2 separate regions of the Triticum aestivum genome follow, and region 2 is linked to region 1. Evidence: chromatin contacts called from public Hi-C data. All regions are on one chromosome and are shown on one strand. Each heading gives the region's core, a stretch centred on a gene start, on an enhancer-like site or on the middle of the called end of the contact. The rest is flanking DNA. Distances are from core to core; before and after follow the strand shown.

Region 1 (7,729 bases), core at 2,201-4,700:
AAGAAGCACAGTCTTCAAAGAAAACAAGCGTCAGATCCATGCATGATCAATCTCTTCAGTGATGCTCAATCACTTTGGGGTTTGTAGGTTTGGGGTTTTGGATTTCCTCACTTGATGATTTTCACTCAAAGTCCTCAGAGGATGGGTTGCTCTCAAATGACAAGTGTCAGTTTCTCTCGGAGCAGCCAACCAACTAGTGGTTGTAGGGGGCGGCTATTTATAGCCTAGGGAGCAGCCCGACATGATAAGACATAAATGCCCTTCAATGATATGACTGTTAGGTGGGTAGATATTTTGGGACAGCTGGCGCGTAGCACAGCAACGGTCGGAATATTTGACTCTCAAATACCTCAGGGCTATCATGTTCCTCACTTTGTAGGCAATCCGCATTGGCGAATTCCTAACTCCTCAGTCAGAACAAATTCCTCAGAGACCAGAAGAACTTCGTCTCCGTCACTGAAGAATATGACTGAACTGTGTGAGATTTCCAATGGCTTCACTCGAAAGGATTGGTAGGTGTAGGATTTTGAGTTGAGCATCACATGGAAATTTTTCCTTAGTATTTCCTCGACCCCTTTAACAGTACGGTGTTTCCTATGACTCAAGAAAGAGAAAATGAAACAGTAAAAACAAGAGTCTTCACGCTTCATGTTCCTCGAATGATTACCAAGTCTTCAAGGTCACACCAATTTCTTTACTTTCAAAGTCTTCAGAAATCCAAAGTCTTCAGATGAAGAACTTCATTTTTAGGGGTCGACTTTCTCTGTAAATATCAAACTCCTCGTAGACTTATAGACATGTGTACACTTACAAACGCATCAGTCTCTTAACCTATAAGTCTTCAATACACCAAAATCACTCACTAAGGGGCGCTAGATGCACTTACACCTCGTGGCTGTTGCAACCACCAAAGATCGCCCACCCAGCTCCGAGCCTCCGAAGCGCCGGTACCAAACAACACCTCCAAGAAGGGATGCGACGATGACGACGCTGCTGCCAAGGGTTTCCCTCAGTACGCGGTGAGGAGAGAGGAAGGGTAGCCCCGACGCCCTCCAGCAAGGTCCGGCGGCACCCTCATGCGCCACCGCGTCGGTGTCGGTCAAGCCAACAAGGATTTCTCCCGATCCCAACCTTCACCTCAGGCACTTCGGAGCTCGCCACCAAACCGACCACCACCCTGCGCCAACCCGAACATGAAGCTTCCCACGCTGTCTCACCACGGCACCGCGAAGCATGGCCTGCACAGTGAAGAAGAGGAGCCGGGACTAGGGCAACAGCACCGTCGGCACGCGGGAGGGCCCCACCTCCACCGTCGATGACGGTAGCTGACCGGACGCAATAGCAGGAACATACCAGGCCCGTGGCCGCACAGGCCCGGCCGGGATCTCCGAGGCCCGTAAAGTTCCCGCCTTCGTGCTGCAGCCGACACGCCGTCGGCGCCACCGCCCCTGTCCAAGCCGCTCCCCTTCCTCCCCGCACAGAGAGCCGCCAAGTGGAAGCACCACCACCACGAGCACCGCCGGCCACCACCACTAGGCCGCCGGACCGCCACCGGTCGAGCCGCACCACCGCCGCACGCCCGCGACGGAGAGGAACCATCTCAGCCGCCGGGAGCCCGAAGCCGGACCCCAGCCGCCGCCCACACCGCCTGCGGCCCGCGCCGCCTGGCTAGATCCGCCGCCGAATCACGCCCACGCACGCCCCACCAGGCAGCCGTCGCACCACCACGAGGCACCAGCGGGGCCGACATGCCGGCACCACTAGGAGCTCCCGGGTCCGCGCCGTCGAGCCCCGCCACAGCCCGACGCCTCCTGCAGCCCTCCGTCCCACGCCGGCCTGGAGCTCCGCGAGGAGATGGAGCGACCCCGCCGCCGCCCACGCCGACCGGGCTTCGCCCGACGGCACCCCTAGGCGGCGGCGAGGGAGGAGGAGGCCGGAGGAGGAGAGGCTGGGGGCGGAGCTAGGTTTCCCCCGGCCCGCTCGTGGGAGCGGCGGCGGGGGTGGGGAAAGGGGGGGCGGGGGTCCGGAATGATTCTTTTAACCCCCCCTTCTCAGCCGGAGACACACCTTCATGCATCCACCAATGATGCTAGGCACACTGCCGGAACGAGGGCTAGGTGGGGAGACCTTTCTTCAATCTTCAGGGAGCCACCGCCGTCTCGCCTTCCTGAGCAGGACACAAACCATAGCAAGATTGAAAAAAAGACTAAAAACGACGCCCTCCCGCCGGCCCTTGCTAGGATCCACCACGACTCCATGTCCCTAGGGCCATCGGAGACAAGGAAGACCTGCGTCGGCACCGGCGACAGGCATGGGCCCTAACTTTCTTTCTTGCTTGGAGGAGGAGGAGGCGGCTGACTAGGAGGAAACTTTTGGTTATCATGTTCCTTGTGTTTGCTAGCCTCACGCACGTACCTAAAGCCAGGGCTCCGCCTCCTCCTCCTCCTCCAAGAAAGGAAGTTAGGGTTCGTGCCTCTCGCCGGCGCCGGCGCAAGTCCGCCTCGTCTCCGGTGGCCCTAGGGCCATGGAGGCGCGGTGGATCCTGACAAGGACCGGCGGGAGGGCTCCGTTTTTAGTCTTTTTTTTTAATCTTGTTAGGGTTTGTGTCCTACTCAGGAAGGCGAGACGGCGGCGGCTCCCTGAAGATGGAATAAAGGTCTCCCCGCCTAGCCCCCGTTTCGGCGGTGCGTCTAGCATCGTTGGTGGGCGTGTGGAGGTGTGTCTCCGGCAGATCTATCTTTGGTCGATTTGCTCGGATCTGGTCGCTGTTCATCTATGTTCGTGTGTCTTCGATTTGGATCCTTCCGATCTACGTTATTTTTTATCGGCGGTGGTTGCTGTTCTGGGGTGCTGGTCCTATGGGGCCTTAGCACGACGACTTCCCGACTGTCTACTACAACAAGTTGTGCCCGGCTCCGGTGATGGAGGGGCGATGACGGCGGCGCGCCTTCGGCTCGCTTCGGTGCTTGTAGTCGTCGCTGGGTGGTCTACGGATCTGTATGTAATTTTTATTTCTGGTGTTCGTTGTACTGCCATGATTGAAGATGAATAGATTGGAAGTTTTTCCGAAAAAAAAATGTTCCTTGTGTTTGCTAGCTCGAGTGTTGTTACGTGGAATACATTTTCAAATTTGGAGAATGCCTATTTTGCCCGGTCAACCGATTCGCGGACGTTCCAAGGAAGTAGGGCCAAAGGAGGTGCAACCGCATCAAACCCGAACTTCTCTCTCAACCAAAAGAGGGAAGAAAAAGGTGCGGAGCTGCCTGCAACGCAAACCGGAAACCCGCACTAGTTCCCATTCGAAAGCACGTGCGATTTTTTGCATCATCCTCGGTCGTCTGTTCAACTCTGGCTTCGCCAACAACAAAAGAAAAGAAAAGAAAAGAAAAAAAGGGAAAAGAAAATCAATCTCGAGCCAGCCAGCCAGCCGCGGGTTGCACGTCGACGTGGGCGCTCGCGGCGGGGCTCGGCTCATCTCCGCCACACCCTCTCATCCGGTCCGGTCCACCCACCGGGTCTCCTCCTGCGGTGCCCCAAAAAATGGCGCCAATCCCTCCCCAATCTCCCGCCGCACCCCCCAGCTATTTCCCCTCCGCGCCCCAGCCCTAGCCGCGCCGGGGCAAACCCTAACCCCATGTCCTCCTCCTCCTCGCTGCCCGCCAAGCCGCCCCCGCCGCCGCGCCCCAAGACGCGGGGCAGCTACAACTGCGGCCGATGCGGCCAGCCCAAGAAGGGCCACGTCTGCAACCTCCCCTCCCCGGCCGCCGCCGACGGCGGCGCCGCGCCCCCCTCCCCGTCGCCCTCCTCCTCCGGCGGGGACACCCGCCTCCGCCGCGCCCTCTCCTTCGACGAGCCCTCCTCCCCCGAGAAGAAGCCCAGGCCCGACCATGACGGCCGCACCATGGAGCTGGGCGGCCGGGCCGTGCCGGTGGACCTCGTCGTCGAGGTGCTGCGCCGGCTCGGCCCCAGGGGCGTCCTCGACGCCGCCGCCGTCAGCCGCGCCTGGCGCGACTGCGCCGACCGGGTCTGGCGCGTCGCCGAGGAGCTCCGCCTCCGCCCGGCCGCCGCCGGCCTCCTCGGCGCGCTGCTCCCCCGCTGCGCCGCGCTCTCGCGCCTCGTCCTCCACATGGAAAGGTGAGGGGACCCGGGCCAATCTGAACAAATCTTGTCCCGTGCGATGCGAATTTGACGCGATCTGGCCAGATCGATGCTGGATCTTCGATCGGCGCCTGCTCCGGACACGAGCTGTTATGCAACAGCTTTTATGGTTAAAGACTACGACACAAATAACCACTGGAGGAGTAGTATATATATTCCTAATAAAATCGTAATATAAATAAATACAATAATAACAAGTACTCCCTCTGTTCCTAAATATAAGTCTTTGTAGAGATTTCACTAGGTGGACTACATACGGAGCAAAATGAATGAATCTAAACTTAAATTGCATCTACATACATCCGTATGTGGTTTACAGTGAAATCTCTACAAAGATTTACATTTAGGAACGGAGGGAGTAGTATATCGAGAACCTGGGATTTCTGGACGACTTCCAAGGTGAACGGACGTCGGATCTGATACTGGCTGCAGGATGTTTATTTCTGGATTGCTAAGTGGTACTCCCTCCGTCCGGAAATACTTGTCATCAAAATGGATGAAAATGGATGTATCTAGAACTAAAATACATCTAGATACATCTAGTTTAATGACAAGTATTTCCGGACGGAGGGAGTAGGTTATATTTGTGTTTGTGGGTAGGAACTTGTCAAAGTAGAGGGTATCATGGAAATTGCTGACAGTCTGTGCCATTTTTAGCTTCGCTTATGAAAGATCATGCATGTCTTTGTGGATATTGAATTTGACATGCTCTTGGATGATTTGGTGGCCAGATGAAACTCATGTTGGGTAGGTAATGGGTTCGGAGATGTCTGTGTTTTGGACAATATTCTGTTGGTGCTGCAAGATTGATTTGGAGAACTTTTACCTGTGTTTTAGTTGTAAACCCTTCAGCAGGGCTGGGTTGGATTGTAGAAAGCGCATAACCAATTGGGTTGGTCTACGGTGATGCCAAATGCGCAATTACCGCGAGAACAGTATATGCTATTTCCCAACATAAAATTATTGTTGCCTATCTCTTGCTGTGAGCCTGTGTGTGAGGATACAACCACAAACTAGTAATTAAAGCACTATAAATTGGTTGCTGCAATAAGTTACTCCCTCCGTTCGGAATTACTTGTCGCAGAAATGGATGTATCTAGATGTATTTTAGTTCTAGATACATCCATTTCCGAGACAAGTAATTCCGAACGGAGGGAGTATTTGATAATGTTTCTTGTTGTATTTGCCTGCATAGAAGGAATATCCATATATTTGTAGTGCAAACAAAATGAGCCTTTTCAGGTCTTCTTTGTTGTGACTGATCAAATTTATATTTGACAAGTTGGCTTATACTGACATAGTGACATATGCTGTAGTTGCTAGAGCTCTTATTCTATATACATGATCAATAGATGATCCCAGGTTGTTGATCATTGATTATCATTCATGTTATTCTGGTATAGGATTATAGATGCCACCATCTGGTTTTAGAATTCTGTGCGTGTAATTGTTGTGTGCAGTTAGGGCCTTATTAATGACAAGACAAGACCGCTTGTCTTCTGTGTCAAGGTTTTCACATCCAGCTGTTGCTTATGTGCAGTGAAATAATAATATGCACGTAAGTTGACGCAAAAGTGAAGTAAATACATCGTGGTATTCTGGATATGGTCGAACCAACATGGTTAATCTAGCTTTTGTGCTTCAGTATATGTTTCTCTGTCCTGCTTATTTGCAATGAAATTAATATATGCACCTAAGTTGATGTGTGAGTGGATAAGTAAAAGCCATGCATTGTTTTGGATCTGGCTGCAGTGACAATTAATCTAGTTCCAGTCCTCCCGTGTTTGTTTCCTATGCCGATAAAAGGTGTTCACTGGGGACATATATCTTATTTGTATATGTTTGATTCAGTGCTGTTGATGCCACCATGCTGTCATGTCTTGCATTTTCCTGTTCAAGTTTGGAAACTCTGGAGATCACCATGGCCGACAAGGCAATCAACAATATGACTGGGTATGTTGTAAATCTCTAACATTACTCATATATCCTAAACGCTATGTTGGCATCTATATATCTCTTTTGAAATTTAGTTATTTATTTAGTTTACACTATTTTATATCAAATACACTTGCTTTGTTATAATTTGAATCACTAGTTATAAAGGTGTCTTCCCTTTTTATTTTGCAAGTGCTAGCTTCTCAACTAATAGTTGCCTACCTTGCGAGGTCAGATACAGTTAAGGCGTGCTTTTAGTTTTACCTTGTAAATGAGGATTTCAACTTATTTTTTCATATGTAATGCAATTGCAGTTTGATTTTTTTGGATCTTTTGCTGGTTGATTTGTCACACCATGTTATGCTATGCTTGCATGAAACTAGTCTATTTTCCATTTTCTTACCATGCAAGTTGTGTTGAATATGCGTCGATTTTGAAATAGCAATGTCATGCAAATGGATAGAAGGTTCACACAATCTACGTGTTCAGCTCCTATATTAACTTAAGTTGTTCTATTCTAACAGAGAGGAGCTAAGTCGACTTGTTTCAGAGAAGCATTCTCTCTCAATTCTCAAAATCGGTGGCTGCTCTAATCTTGGTTTTCTTAATCTAAGCTCTTCAAGCCTTAATGTTCTTTGGCTATCAGATCTTTGCTCCCTTTCGGAATCGGTAATATTGTGTGCTACTAGTATTTATAGTTATATCAACTTTATTGTGGGCATGAATTCATTGGACACAAATTTGTTGTAGGTCATAAGCTGCCCTAATATGAGCGAGCTCTCCCTGTGTTTCACACAACAAAGTTCGGAATGTACTGACCTGGTTAGTTTGATGGATGGCCTGGGCCGATCGTGCCCTAACTTAAGAAATTTGCACATATCATCAATTCAACTATCTAATGAAGCTGTGTCCGCTCTAGAGGCTGCCAACCTCAGGTATATTTCTACCCCACCATGCTCTTAGCACAATTTTGTTGTATTTGAGCTGTAACGTTATAGTTCTTCCTTTTATTTATTTGAAGAAAAGGGGTTCCCCCTGCCCCATTTTTATTAGAAACGAGACAAAACAGAAAACAAACTGTTCCCAGCGCTCAGGCTGACCCAAAGTAGCCAAGCCAGAATCTTGTTTTATCTGAGTTATAGCATTATAGTTCTCTTCTCACTATAATTCCAGTTTCATAATATTTCAACCTCTAAATCTCAAATCTCATTATTGCTTCATCAGGGGCTTGTGCATGCTATCCTTGATTCTCGGTTCAAAAATGACAGATGCAGCTGTTGCATCTATCGTCAGATCTTGTGCAAGCTTGGAATTGCTTGATTTAAGTGGGTAAGCTCCAATATATCCTTTGGGATATGAAACTAAAGGAATTAAAATAAAGGTGATGATTATTTTCCTATGGCGTGATACTTCAAATTAGCTTATGCAGTTACTTGTTTTGATTATACCTCAGATCTAGCATCAGTGATAGTGGTGTTGGTATGATCTGCAAGGCGTTCCCTCATACTTTATCGAGGCTGCTCCTTGCTCTCTGCCCAAATATTACTACATGTAAGCTTTATATGAATTTCATGGTTTATTATTTCCGCTCCACCGAAAATGAATTCGCCAGTCAACCATTACATGTTCCAGTGTT
Region 2 (7,729 bases), core at 3,628-6,127, 380 kb before region 1:
GGCGCAAAAGGAGTATGCCAATCTTGCCCGTGAAGAAGTCTTGATCCAAAAAAGAGCCATGATTCGTGCAATGGGTGGCGGTGGCCTTGGCGCCATGGGTGGCATGGGTGGCTTCGGAGGTACCATGGGCGGTTTAGGTGCCATGGGAGGTATGGGTGGCTTTGGAGCACCCCCCGACGCTATGGCCGCCATGGGAGGCATGAGTTTTGCTTCTCTCATGGGAGGCATGGGTGCACCTCCGGCCGCCATGGGCGGAATGTCTTTCGATGTGCCTCCTCACACACATTTCCATGAAGATGCCGTTGAAAATCTTACCAACACCGTCGGAGCTTCACGTGATGCGGTGCGCAATGAGGAGAGGGAGGAAGATTCATCTTCGGAGGCGGAAGAATCGTCTTCCGAAGATGAGGACGAAGACGAGGAAGAGGATTGATGTGTCTTTCGTTTGTGTCTTGAACTTGGTTTGCATTTTGAACTTGCTTGGATGAACTTGTGGGCATGATTTTGAACTTGTGGGCATGAACTTTTATTCATCAACTTGTTTGTGTGAAATTTTATATGTCATGTTCATTGCATTTTGAATGTTTTAAATTCATTTTGTGTCCAAAATGCCATATATGCAATGCCCCGGCGAGTCACGTGCGCTGCATTTTAGCGCGGTAGTTGGAGCCAGCGCTGGCGGCCGCGCAAAACCAGCCGAACGGCGCGTGACAAACTAGTTTTTAGCGCGTGGCGCGAAGCGCGGCTGTTGGAGATGCTCTAAGAGCATCTATCAAATCCGGCCCTAAAACGCCACGGACACGCTACTGACCGGACAATCGTTAATTTATGTCATCCACATCTGTGTAGCAAAGAGAGCCTTGGCTCAGTGGTCGGGCATGCGGTTGTGTAGCCTAATGACCTGAATTCAATTCTTAGAATTGACAGATGATGCACGGAGTTTTCTTACTCATACTAACATACTAAAATGGCCGTATGCATCTCTGGTTGGTGGCTTCAAACTTACATTTGTATTTTTTTGTAAGGTCTTTTATATTCATACTAAGCATGCAAAGTAAATAAAAGTACGTAGATCATCACGCCGACTATGAAACGGGATATAGATATGCGCATTCCGATCACCAAAAGATCACCAACGAATCACGAAAATAGGTTCACATAATCTATATACACGACGGGCAGGTTCTAGCTAGAGTACTAAAAAAACTAGAAATTAATGACAGACACGGCGGAGATTCATCACTTCCTCGCCGGGCCTTTGCCCTTCTGATCGCTGGCGTAGCTGTAGGCTTTCGCAGCAGGTGGATAGTCCGAGTCGTTGGAGTCAGAGCCGTGTACGTCGTCGTCGCCCGGGGAGGAACCAGAGATGAAGGCCGACGTAACTGTAGGCATTCGCGGCAAGTGCATCATCCGAGTCGTTGGAGTCAAAGCTGTGTTCGTCGTTGTCGCCCGAGGAGGAACCAGAGATGTAGGCCGGCGTAACTGTAGGCGTTCGCGGCAGGTGGATCGTCCGAGTCGTCGGAGTCAAAGCCATGTTCGTCTTCGTCGCCCGAGGAGGAACCAGAGATGTAGGCTGGCATAATTGTAGGCGTTCGCAGCAGGTGGATCGTCCGAGTCGTCGAAGTCAGAGACATGTTCATCGTCGTCGTCGTCCGAGAAGGAACCAGAGATGAAGATGAGCCCCTTCATCCGACGGATAGCCCAATGACATCCTGGACTAGGGGGTGCCAATCTAGTTGGTCCGTAGACTATGGGCCGCCCACCGATCTTATAAAGAATGACACTTTTTTTAGGAGAATCATAAGGAAAGACTCTGGAAGCCTAAACCCTGGCATGGTTAAGAAGGATTCTGATTGTTCCTCCTTGTCTGTCCTGCTGCTGAAGATTGGTGATTTGTGCTTTTTGTAGCGGCGATGCGGGTGCGAACTCGGTTGGTCTCTTTAGGTACTACTCGCTCCGTAAATTAATATAAGAGCGTTTAGAATACTAAAATAGTGGTCTAAACGCTCTTATATTAGTTTACAGAGGAAGTACCTGCAAAAAAACAATGGGCAGTAGCGTGTTTTCTTTTCCGGAAAGGATAAACAACAGCATGCATGTTTTCCACACGTGACTAGTGTTCTCTGTTCTCGATCTGTAGAATTGAGATGGTTTGATTGGCTGGGTTTGGAATTAATCACGCGTAGCCTAGCCTGGCCTGGCCTGGCCCACTGAAAGCAAGTATAATAGAGCTGAGTCAGCGGGCTATAAAGAATAAACTAATATATTTGTGCTTAGTTGGAGGAAAGAGAAGAGGAGAGAGAAGATAAGCGGGCTCTTCGTGAAGAGCCAGCTCTAGCACGTGCTCCTAGGCACTTTGTGAGAATGAAAGGTGGGCCACATAATAAAAAAGTAGTACACTCTTTTGATCTATTATTGTACATGTTGACTATAAAATGGGCTGTAGATGACATGGCACTGGCTTATAGCCAGCTGGCTATACTATTAATCATGCTCTGATAGTAGTACCCGGCATGTTCGGGCTGCATGTTGCTGTGCTTACTTTAGCCATGAGCCTTAAATACAGCCTACTAGAGTGACCTGGGTTCTTAGTTTTTTTTTTTTTTTTTGCTCACGATAAGAATGGGTCGCATCCCTGGCGCTGGCGCAGTTCCGTTGCAGAAAGTCCATGCCTGTAAGACCATATGGGCAGGCGGTGCCAGCCTGCCGGGCGCATTATGCCCTGCTATTCTGAGAACCTACCGCGGATCACCGAGAGTGAGGCCAACTCCACTGCGTGACCTCAAACGGACGTGCGCTTTGTCCGGATTCTGTCCGTTTGGGGAGGGATTTGCGATCGTGTCTGGGCGTGTCCTAAGATGCGGTGGCCGTGCGTCCAGCGCGCGGCCGCATCCATTTGCCCCATCCTGTCCGCGTATATTTCTTTGCAAGTCCTTAAACTTTTTTTATCATTTATTTTTGGTACATGACAATACATCATCACATTTTGACTAGTAAAGCAAGGCCAAAGAAAATAAGAACCACAAGAATACATTTGAGAAGATACCCAACTTCCATAACTGCTCCCTTGAGTTGGGTTAGCGCCTTCTCGATGCACTCATTGTTGATCTGTGGAGGAGGCACGACGTTGCCTCCTCCTTTCTTCTTCAAGCCAGAAGTCGACGTTGCTTTCTCACACGTAGTATCGTGCCTTGTTGCTTCTTCACACGTAGTATCGTGCCTAGACTCTAATCTAGCAACAAGTGCACTTGTCTCATCTAAAGCCTCTAGGCTAGCTAAAAGTGCACGAACATGCACTACATTTCGCTCTATCAACATATCGATGTACTCTTCTTCCGAATACCAAAACTTGCATCCGTTCTACACAATAAAACTTAAAGTTAGCACCACTAGTCTAATTCAAGAGCACAAACCGAAGCTAAAAGAGCACATACCCCATCGTTTAAGCACTTGATGAACACCCATCTGGGATGCTCCGGCGTTGTAGACTCGCGGCGCACGACCACCCTTGGGCAGTGGTCGCACTTGATGAGGGGCAACGGTGCGCCAACGAGCTTTTGGGCAAGCACCGAGCTCGGTCGACCGCCATTCGCGTATCTGCCGGCGGACCACCGACGGTGCAGATCCGAGCGGCTAGAGGACGAGCCACTGCCTGCATGTGACCTTGCGGCCATGCCAGGGCCTTCCGGTAAGGTGCCCGACCAGTCCATGGCGCGGCCCGGCCTCCCACAGCCGGGCGAGCTCAAGACCGACCGGATCCGCCCCAAATCCGGGCGGCGGGTGCGCAAACAAGGTGGCTGTGCTTGGGTAGCTCGGCGGCGACGAGAGGAAGGGGCTGGGCAAGCGCGCGTCCGAATTGCACGACTGCAATGGCAGCGGGCGGCCGCCGACGGCGAGGGGGGAGAGGGAAAGAGTGAGGAAGAGTGGAGTGGATGCGGCCGGAGGGAGGGAGGGGGGCGGATAGAAAAAGGCCCGTCCTGTGCCACCGATGGGCGGGCCAGGGGAGGACAAGCGCAGACGACCCGCGCGTCCGCGTGGTGTCCGTTTCACCCCAAAAACGATGCAAACTTGGGCTGCGGATGGGTCGAAAGCGGACACAAAACGGACAAAAATCCGTTTGCGCCCACGCGTTGGGCCGTCTCGTTTGTCTTTTTTACTTCAAACGGACGGGGGCGGACAGGATAGAGTCGCGCGGTGGAGTTGGCCTGATTGTGAGAGAGAGAGGGCGACGGGGAGTCGGGGAGGGACGAGAAATCGTGCAATCTTATCACGAAGAGAAAGCGTGAGGTGAACCCAACCTGCTGCCCCCACCCCGGGTGGAACGGAACACGCGTGTCGTATGCTGCCGGCCATATATGTGGCGACGATGAGCAGAGCAGGAAGCGGAGGAGGAGGCTGCCCCGGGGGCCATGGGCTCGGGCCGCGCCGGCGTCGCGCGCGTAGACAGTCACAGGCTGATGTTTGTTTCCTGGGAGGTCGCATGATCCGCACCCGTGCGGTTCAGGCGCATGGGATGGGACGTCGATTCGCGACGTGACCTGCATTCTTGTGCGGCCAAAAGCAGGAGAGAAGTGCGGCGGAAAAAAAAAACTACCGTCTCGCTCGCAAAACGGAACACGCGTGTCGTATGCTGCCGGCCATATAGCACGTATGAAGTTTTTTCTTCTGGAATAGCTTTTTGTGTGTGTGTGGAATAGCTTACCGCCTTCCATCAACCTCGAAGCGGCTGTACGCGCCGTGGATCGAATGTCCACGAGGCGGGTCCTGTCCGGATTCGACTTAGACACGCCCGATCGTGGCACGCACGGAGCCCTCCCGAGCCGTGACGCCGTCGGCCTTCTCGGCTGCATGCCTATTTAATTTGGCGGGGGCTCACCACGTACGCCAAACGCTCCAAACCCTAGCCGCCCCCTCTCCGGAACCGAGCTCGGTCGCGGCAACCGTACGTCGCCTTCGTCGTAGCCGGTCGGTTTGCGGCGCCTCCACCGGTGAGTCTCCGCTCGCCTCCCCTATAGTCTTCCATCCGTCGTAGCGTTTGATTTGCGTCACGTCGCCTTTACCTCGTCGACACCAAGTCCACCATCAAACCGCCGCCATCGCCTGCACACGTGTTTTCGGAGATAAACAATGAAACATGTCTCAATGCTGGGTCAAATCTTTTTTTTTTTGTAGTAATAAGATCAGAAGCTCTTTTTTCATGGCGCCGTTATAGTTTACTTAATTTTCTTTTTTGAAAAAAAAACACTTAATTTTCTGACACTTGTGTAACCCTACTTACTATTTACAACAGAGAATCGATGGCGGGCGCAAAGTCGTCGGTTCTGCTCGACGTGAAGCCGTGGGACGACGAGACCGACATGGCCAAGCTCGAGGAAGCCGTACGAGGCGTCGCCATGGAAGGGCTGACATGGGGTGCATGTATGTCTGGTTTCCTTGCTGCTAGCTCTGAATTACGCGGCTGTCTATCCACTCGTGAAATTAAATCAAGCACTTAATTTAGGGCGCTTATCTGGATTGCGTGCCACCTTGTTGTCGCAGCCAAGCTTGTTCCGGTTGGGTACGGGATGAGCAAGATGCAGATCATGCTGACGATCGTCGACGATCTCGTGTCCGTCGACGACCTCATCGAGGACCATCTCTGCGCCGAGCCCGTCGACGAGTTCGTGCAGAGCTGCGACATTGCCAGCTTCAACAAAATATGTACGTGCCCTGATCTGCTCATTCAGAAGATTAATTTTACCTGCATCTTTGATAGATTTTTGCAGTGCTTTCGCTTCGACTAAACCTGTCCTATTGTTGCAGGAAATAACTCGTCGCATTCGAAGAAGCAGTTGATTTCGCAGCACAAAATTTCTAGTAGCTAGTTGGTTTTCTCGTTACCGAGTTGTTCTTAGTTAGAGTACTTTGATACTGTATTGTCAGTCGTCACGTGCGCAACTACATGTCCATCCTTGTATTTGATGTTTCGAGGAAGCCCTCTGTGGAAGGCTGTTTTTTTTCTTATATGAAAAGTATTTAATGTGAATGGTCAACTCGTTCCTGAGCACGACGAGAAAATACAGCATGCCATTGTCAAACATACGAATCCTCGCCTGCGAGATGGCTTGACGAGAGTCAGATGAGAGATGCTACACTCACGGTCTGTTTACGGGGGATTAACGGAGTGGTTAGCAGTGATTGGCTGAGATTTTGTTTGTTATTGAAGAGAAAACCGTTCCAGCTGTTCCTGAATAGCTTCTTTCAAAAGGATTTTCGCTTGCTCGGTGAATGTCTTGCTAGAAGATATAATTTCTCGAAATTGAGGTTTAGTATCTTTTAGTTTTAGATGTTTACGTAACTCATCCAGAAATTTATTTACCTGTTCAATTTCTAACGAATTAAGATATCCTCGGGGTGGGGTCCGTAAGGGTCCGTTGTTTCCCTCCGTGCGTGTAGTATTATCGGAGTCAAATAATCAGCATCGAACTGCCAAAGGTCACCAGCGCACACTAGCACGTTCGGGTTGTTTTTGTTGGGGAACGTTGCAGAAAATTAAAAAAAATTCTACGGTTTCACCAAGATCCATCTATGAGTTCATCTAAGCAACGAGTCATGGGAGAGAGATTGCATCTACATACCACTTGTAGATTGCGTGCGGAAGCGTTCGAGAGAACGGTGATGATGGAGTCGTACTCGCCGTGATTCAGATCACCGATGACCAAGTGCTGAACGGACAGCACCTCCGCGTTCAACACACGTATGGTACGGACGACGTCTCCTCCTTCTTCATCCAGCAAGGGGGAAGGAGAGGTTGAGGAAGAAGGCTCCAGCAGCAGCACGACAGCGTGATGATGGTGGAGAGGCAGTACTCCGACAGGGCTTCGCCAAGCGCACAACGGAGAAGGAGAGGTGTTGGGGAGGGGAGGGGCTGCGCCTTGGATCAGGTGTTCAGCCCTCCCCTCGCCCCTCTATTTATAGGGGAAGGGGGAAGGGGGGCGGCCCCCTCTAGATGAGATCTAGAGGGGGGGCGGCGGCCAGGGAGGGGGCTTGCCCCCCAAGCAAAGGGGGTGCGCCCCCCTTAGGGTTCCCCCCCAAACCTAGGCGCATGGGCCGAAGGGGGGGGGCGCCCAGCCCTCCAGGGGCTGGTTCCCTGCCCCATGCGGCCCATGTGGCCCACGAAGAGGGATGGCCCCTCCCGGTGGACCCCCGGAACCCCTTCGGTGGCCCCGGTACAATACCGATATGCCCCCGAAACTTTCCGGTGTCCGCATGACAACTTCCCATATATAAATCTTTACCTCCGGACCATTCCGAAACTCCTCGTGACGTCCGGGATCTCATCCGGGACTCCAAACAACATTCGGTAATCACATACAAGTCTTCCTAATAACCCTAGCGTCACCGAACCTTAAGTGTATAGACCCTACGGGTTCGGGAGACACGCAGACATGACCGAGACGGCTCTCCGGTCAATAACCAACAACGGGATCTGGATACCCATGTTGGCTCCCACATGCTCCTCGATGATGTCATCGGATGAACCACGATGTCGAGGATTCAATCAACCCCGTATGCAATTCCCTTTGTCAGACGGTATGTTACTTGCCCGAGACTCGATCGTCGGTATCCCAATACCTCGTTCAGTCTCGTTACCGGCAAGTCACTTTACTCGTAACGTAATGCATGATCCCGTGACCAGACACTTGGTCACTTTGAGCTCATTATGATGATGCACTACCGAGTGGGCCCA

Evidence for each region. Hi-C and Micro-C count contacts between places; a contact is called where the count stands out from the background.
Region 2: a contact with region 1 is called in a Hi-C map of leaf, with 2.4 times the contacts expected there. The contact joins the promoter of LOC123116936 here to the promoter of LOC123113244 in region 1. A contact is called at or near these places in 2 of 5 Hi-C or Micro-C datasets (both in leaf).

What each region holds. Positions count from the first base shown.
Region 1 is chr5B:563,258,475-563,266,203 of IWGSC CS RefSeq v2.1, reverse strand. LOC123113244 (F-box/LRR-repeat protein 17) reads left to right here and starts at 3,450. Exons shown (of 11, transcript XM_044534440.1): 1 at 3,450-4,134; 2 at 6,010-6,111; 3 at 6,618-6,762; 4 at 6,844-7,028; 5 at 7,318-7,422; 6 at 7,547-7,644. The coding sequence starts at 3,635.
Region 2 is chr5B:563,641,674-563,649,402 of IWGSC CS RefSeq v2.1, reverse strand. LOC123116936 (elongation factor 1-beta) reads left to right here and starts at 4,877. Exons shown (of 4, transcript XM_044537801.1): 1 at 4,877-4,988; 2 at 5,291-5,418; 3 at 5,539-5,700; 4 at 5,803-6,032. The coding sequence starts at 5,298. The coding sequence ends at 5,804.